Linked DNA regions of Columba livia: region 2 is linked to region 1. Evidence: chromatin contacts called from public Hi-C data. All regions are on one chromosome and are shown on one strand. Each heading gives the region's core, a stretch centred on a gene start, on an enhancer-like site or on the middle of the called end of the contact. The rest is flanking DNA. Distances are from core to core; before and after follow the strand shown.

The links. Hi-C and Micro-C count contacts between places; a contact is called where the count stands out from the background.
Region 2: a Hi-C map of crop shows a contact between it and region 1, with 2.5 times the contacts expected there. The contact joins the enhancer-like site here to the promoter of ZNF516 in region 1. A contact is called at or near these places in 2 of 2 Hi-C or Micro-C datasets (crop and liver).

What each region holds. Positions count from the first base shown.
Region 1 is chr2:100,462,151-100,465,474 of bColLiv1.pat.W.v2, forward strand. ZNF516 (zinc finger protein 516) reads left to right here and starts at 1,677. Exons shown (of 6, transcript XM_065053009.1): 1 at 1,677-1,926.
Region 2 is chr2:100,529,670-100,532,993 of bColLiv1.pat.W.v2, forward strand. The region is part of intron 2 of ZNF516 (zinc finger protein 516); the gene reads left to right. Among named protein-coding and RNA genes, the nearest start is that of ZNF516, 68 kb to the left of the region's middle. Within about 2 kb of position 1,657, at least 1 of the 3 cell types and tissues checked has an H3K27ac peak away from gene starts, as active enhancers do.

The DNA.
Region 1 (3,324 bases), core at 427-2,926:
AATACTGTAATTTAGCGAATTTGAAATGGGAGGACATCTCCTGGAAGATTTCTGGCAAAGATAAAATGGGTAAACAGTGTCTGCAAACAGATTAATCTCCCATGGTAATGGTATGTTACTAACAATTTGAAAATTAAGAATATCTTCTCCACCTGAAATTTCTACATTGACAATGTTATGTAAATACATTTTGCTCTCTTTTAAGTCTATAAATTCTTATACTGTTCCAGTTTTGCTTTTAAAACCCAGAAGCGCTGGAATCAGCAGAAGAAATGTGAGAAAATCTCCTGTTTAAAATTACATGGACGGAGGAACTCTGCTAGCGACTTTCCATGAAATTAATATACGGCTTGATTGTTTTTAAAGTCTCTACATCTTCTGAATTTTTAATTGCTGTTCCATTAAAGTGGAATACCCCTCTCTTACTACGCTTGAGATGGGTTCTCCAGTCCTGTCACCCCCATAGCCTCAGGACCTTATTTTTTTATAGGAACAAGGAGCACAAGACTGGGCCCTACGGAAGCAAATATGGAAAAGAGCAAGCATTTTAAACATTACTCTGTCAAGTAACACAGCAAGCACTGTGTGGAGTGTGCTCACCTTTTACTGTCTGAGGAAGAGAACCTCTATGGACTAGGAGAGAAAAGGACTAGGTCGTAAAAATCACATTTTTATGTAGAGGAGTTGGGAAGTCTCATGCACCTTTCATTGCTCTGACTTGTCAATTTTCACCATATGGAAATTATTAGCCTAATACTGTAGCACTAAAACTGCCCAGGAATGCTGATTTATAATGGATTTCTTAGTCTTTGTGTAAAGAAACGCTAAACTGCTATACAAACTGTGATTAGAAAACCTACAGTCTTGTGTTATAGGCTTGTGCCTGGGGTGAATTCTTCAAGCTTAGGGATGTGACGTCTACTCTGGTCCATTCGCAGGTAAATCCGGAATCAGTGAACTCGGAATTCCCACAAAACACTGCATGTCTGGAGTAACCGAGAATGCAATTTGGCCTGTGATTGAAAAAGTGTGCAGGAAAGATGCTGATGCATAAGGAACAAAATCCAGACATTCCAGATACATTATTTACTATTGAGACATTTAAAAACACTACCTTAAAGTAATGAAGCTGCCTTTGAAGGGCAGGCGAGGCGCATTTTTTAAAGCGCGCCCTCGCTATATTTTGACCAGCTGCTATGCACGTCCGATAATATTTTTTCCTGTGAATTAGAATTAAATTTGATTGTCCCAAATACATCCCACTCGGGCATTCATGCTGAAAGCAGCAACAATTGTCAATGACCTTTAACACGCCTGCTATTCAAATTAGTGCAGATCATTAATCACACATAGCTTACATTTTATGATTCGTGTATCCTTCATTACCAACTTTCTCTCTCACTCGCTGACCACCCCCCCCCGCCCCTTTCCTTTATTCCGAGGGTTCTGGTAATAAGCACTGGAAAGGGCAGGATTTAAAACCTCCCCCTCCCGGCCCAATTTTATTTTCTTCTCTTTGCCAGAGGTGCCAGAGCGTCCCAAGTGCAAGACGGGGCTGGAGGGAGTCAGGAGCGGGGCCGGTGCGCCGGGGCGGGACCGGGGGGCAGCCCCAGAGGGGCCTCGGAGCCGGGGTGCCCGGGGCGGGGGGAGGCTCTGCCAGCCCAGGGCGCCGAGATAACACCGACCCTCCGTCAAAAGTCCTCCGCACCGATTCTACGTCATCGCACATTAGGAGACAAAGAAAGGGAAAAAAAAAGCCTCCACACCCTTGATGTCTAGTAGCAAGCTTTAGCAGATTAAATTAGGCTTTCCAGCCATAGACTAAACATACTCCCCTCGCCTATGGCACACAGATTTGGCGTGATTAAACCGAGCTTCGCAAAACACGCAGGAAAACACGACTTGAACTTTTCAGACACAGGAGAGGTGGTGCTTTTTTGTTGTTGTTTTTTTTTTTTTTTTAAAGCCATATGGCAGATTGATTTGTTCGGAGGTCTTTCAACTTCCCCAGCGTGGCTGTTGAACAGTATTCCTCTTTGATCTTGATTGAAGACTTTAATGTTGTTGTTTCTGCGCATTTCAATAGATCCATAAATATTTTACCAGTGGAATTCGCTAAAAAAAAAAGGGGGGGGGGGAAAAAAAGTTTCTAATAGAAATGCATCTGGGGCAACTCCAACTCGCACCTTTCGCAGCCGAGGTACGTGGGAACCGGGGTGGCGGCGGACCGGAGCGCGACTCCGCGTCCGCACAACGCGGGGTCCGGCTACCCCCACCCCGGGGCGGCCGCACCCCGCGCCCCAACTTTGCTCCGCGGAGACAATAGTCACGGTCCTGCGGGCTCCGCACCGGCCCGGCCATCGCGGGCGCGGGGGGACGCGGGGCGGGCGGCGGGGCGGGCGCGGCGGGCGGGGGCGGTGCGCGGGCGCGGGGCGCGGCGGGGGCCGGCGGGCCGCCCCCACCCGCGCCAGTGGAGCCGCTCGGCGGATCATGTGCAGCTGGCGGCCGCTCGCATGCGGCGCATGGTTTCACCTTCAGGGCGGCGGGTGGCTCGGCGCGCCCTTCCCCGAACATTGCAGCCGGCAGCGGAGGAGGTGAGGGGTGGCGGAGCGGGGGACTGGCCCGGGGGGCGGGGGTCCTCGGGATGCGCCCCTGAGGAATAAAAAAAAACTTCGCGCCCCCCCTCCCCGGGAATAGGGACTATCCCCTCGGTCATCGGAGCGGCTCTAAAATGGTAACTTTGCGCTGTTTCGCGAGGACGAGGTTGCTTTTGCTGCAGTGGTGGTGCCGGGCGGGGTGGGGGGGGTCGATTTGCGGGCTCTGGGAGCCTTTTGGCTTTGTACGGTCCGTCAGAGGCGGGGAGGGGGGGTGAACAGCGATATTAATCCATTAAGAAACAAAGAACAAATTGCCTCACTTTAAAGTAAAATGCTTCGGCTAATGAAGGTGGGTGATGGGTCTTCGAGCTCCGAGTAGCCACTTAAATTATTAAGTGGTGGGTTTTTTTTTTCCCCCTCCCTGATGGTATTGATTTTGCGTGTGCGTGAAATGCCTGGTGTGTGGTTGTGTGCCCCCCTCCCCCTTGTTTTTTTAGCTACTATCCGCTCCGTTGCGAGTCGATAGCTGCGTGATCCCCGTTACCGAAGTACACAGTTTATCAAAGGAAGTTGGGGGTGGGCGAGCAGAGAAAACAATTATTCACATATAGAGAGCGAGAAGGGCTCGAAGGACAATGTCTTTGTAGCGATTATTTCCAGAAGAGGAAAATAGCCCATTTGATGCGGGTGGGGTGGGGAGAATGACAGGGAGTTTATATGTTAAAAA
Region 2 (3,324 bases), core at 407-2,906, 67 kb after region 1:
GCTGTAACTACACAAACAGCAGCCTCAGTGGGTTATCTGTATCCATAATGACAGTCCTGTGGGTGTCCGGTTTTGGCTCCTGTCACGGATGTAGCCTTGGGACTCTTGGCATGAGGATCCTCGCAGGGACACCATGGCTGCTCTCCTCATCAGAGCTGTGAGGCAGGGCTTCTTGATGAGGGGGTGGCATGGTGTTGGCTAGTGTCATAGCTATGCCACTACTCCATTACGGATGAGGGTGCTGTTATATTTGGTGTTTGTGCAAGCAGGGAACAAAAATATTTGGGTCCCCCACCACCTGTGCTCACGAAGTTGCTTCAGTCACAGGCATTAAACCAGGAAATCTCTTCAGATCCCTTCTAGGGAGGGAGCTGTGGCAGGCTTTTGCCATATGCGCTGCAAGCATTCAGGAGACTGAGCCCAACGTGTGGGGTTCCCAAGCAGTCCTGCCGGCACACCTGAACCCTGATCCAGCTGCTGTGCCTCCCCTGGCAGCCCTGGGGCTCCAGGCACCGCCCCCCAGGGAGCCCTGGTTCTCCTGCACTTGCATTCGCGTAGCTGAAAGTAGAGCTGTTCTCCACTCACCAGTCCACCTTAACAGAGCCTTACTGGCCGACATATTTTGTTGATCAGTGTGGTTCCAACTCTGTAATAGTATGTAGACTAACCAGATGGAGGCTTGTACCTCTTGTGATTGTAAAATTAACCAGAATCATTGATAGTTATGAGAGTGATGATGGAGACCCAGGCGCTGTCAGAACGATGTGCTTTGAGGCATGCTTAAATCTGTTAGGACAATGTTTCGTCTTAGTGCGTGCTTAGTACACAATTTAACAACACGGCAAAGCGTGTACACCTCACTCTCAGCTGTGAGGGTGGGTAAGGGATGGAGATTAATCACTACTGAATTTGACTCAGCAAAGAAGGGGCAGGTCCTGCTCCACTCAGAAGCACATCCAAGAAATTTTAGTCACAGGTCCAGCTGGTTTTTGTTTGTTTGTTTTGTGTGTTTTTTTGTTTGTTTCTAATAGGTCAAAACAGGATTTTCTCACTTTCTGAGTAAAAGAAATTTTTTGAATTGGAACCTAGTGTAAGAATTCCAGGGAACTGGTGAGAAATTTGTAAGAAACTGCTGGAAATACCAGCGGAGAAGGCAGTGCCATCTCTATTCTCTTCCTGCCACACAGCCCACAGATGTACTGTAGATCCCTGTTAATTTACATCACTGACCAAAGGACCCATTTAAATGAATGAACTCTGTGGATTAATAAGTGCAGAGGGGGAGGAAACCTGCATTACAAAAGGTGCTTTGTTCTTAGTTGTGGAGAGTAAGAGTTTAGTTTGATATTTCATAACGTAGCACTGACTGCTGTGTGCTGTATTTGTAATACGCCCCTAGTAACATGAGATCGCACCACAGATTCCTGCTATTAAATGGTTATTCAGACATGTTGTGCTACCAGCAGCATTTTGCTTGCATGTGAATTATTAGGTGTTTGAATTAGCAAAATGTGGATTAGCAGAGGTTTTGCTTTGTTAGTGGTACAGCAGACACTTTAGCCATTTGGTCGTCAGCTACAGTTGTTCTGTGTTTGACCTTCTCAAAATACAATGCCTTCTAGTGCCTCTGTAATTAAACATCTGTCATGGTTTTCAAAATGACCTGTGGGTTTTCTTCTGGGGGGAGGATACAACAAGCCCCTGCTTTTAGGGAGAAAACTGGTGTGTGTAACAGCAAAACGTATTTTGACCATTTTTGCAGGGGGGCAAACTTAGGAGATCAGCAGCTTTCTTCTCCCTTTTGGCTGATGTAAATAAGCAGTGAATTTATTGAGACATCCGGCACAAAACTGGTGTGAGAACAGAACTTTGGGCCTCATGTGGCAGCTTGAGCAGATGGGTGCTTCTTACTATTTCTTAAAAACTGAAATGACAGGGAGATTAGGGTTTAAAAATCACAGCTTCTGTCGCATGCATTAATTAAAGGGGTTTAGTGTAGTAATTTTATCTTATTGTTCTAAAGCATACGGTCAGCTACTTTCAATTTTTAAAAGTGCTCAGCCCTTCTCTGGGAGCCACGGCTGTTTGTTCAGTTGAATTCCTTCTGATTAGAGCTCCCTGAATAGTCATTGCCTCCACATACTGAGACCAGCTCTGTTTTCTCCATGCTACGCTGATAATGGGGTCACTGGGAGATTTCTGAATTACAAGTTCTAACCAAAGTTACAGCCCTTCAGGGGTGCTTCACTGCTCAGCACAGGCTGATGTGCCTCAAAGTACCATTGGAGCACTTGGGGTAGTGGCTCATACATTTCGACTCCTGACTTGTTTTGCTCACAGGGGAAGCAGCACTGTAGCAATTTTGGTTATTTCCTGTCAGGTCCAAAATATCATCATATTTTTAATATGGAAAGAAGTTGGAACCCAACCTCTGTAGTGATCTCGCAATACTAGCATTTTTCTTTTCATTTTTAAAATTTTCTTCTAAGATACGCCTGCAATAGCCTGTCCTTCATCAGTTTTCCATGCAAAATATAAACCTGCAGATTTTTCAAATCTGAAGGTGGCATGTATCAAGAGTGGCTTTTTAGCAACCGTGGATAGGAGTGGTGCGCCTCCTCTGGGGTCTTAAGCTGATGGGCTGTGACAAGGTCGCTTAAAGAAAAAGGCCCTTACTGTAAGTGTCCTGCAAGTTTTATTTAAAAAACGTCAGTCCTGTGGATACTGTGGATTTGTTGCCATTCTTGCTTTTCCCAACAAAACTTAACATTCTCTGGAAGCGCAGATGTTCGTGGAATGAACTCCTTCTGGGGAATTAACTAATTAAGAAGGCCGAGCTTCTGCGTTCTTCCAAACCATGTATCCCGAGGCTGTGGTGTGGTGTCAGGGCTCTGCCTTGGCAGTGCTTGATAGACATGTAGGTTAAGACTGGGGCAATACCTGTAACCATCTTCCAGGCTGGTGATTGGTGCTGGAGTTCAGCAAGGGAAAAGGGAAGAGCTGCCAGGCTTACAGCTTTCCCTGTTTTCCCTTTAAACTGATGATCAGGAGACGTGGTAGAAATGGCATCCATTTCCAGCAATTTGCTGGAGAGCCTGTCCTGGGTACCAGTTCAGGGAGTGAGTAGGCAGAGGTGATTTATCCTTTCCATCTCTGGCCAGCATCGCCTGGTAAACATGGGCTTTGCATCTCGAGTATGCAGATATTGTCATCGGCTCTGAGATTGTCTTAGTGATGAGTAGTAAAATGATGATCATAGAATCATTTTGGTTGGAAGAGACCCTTAGGATCATCAAATCCAAACATAATGTAACTCTAGCACTA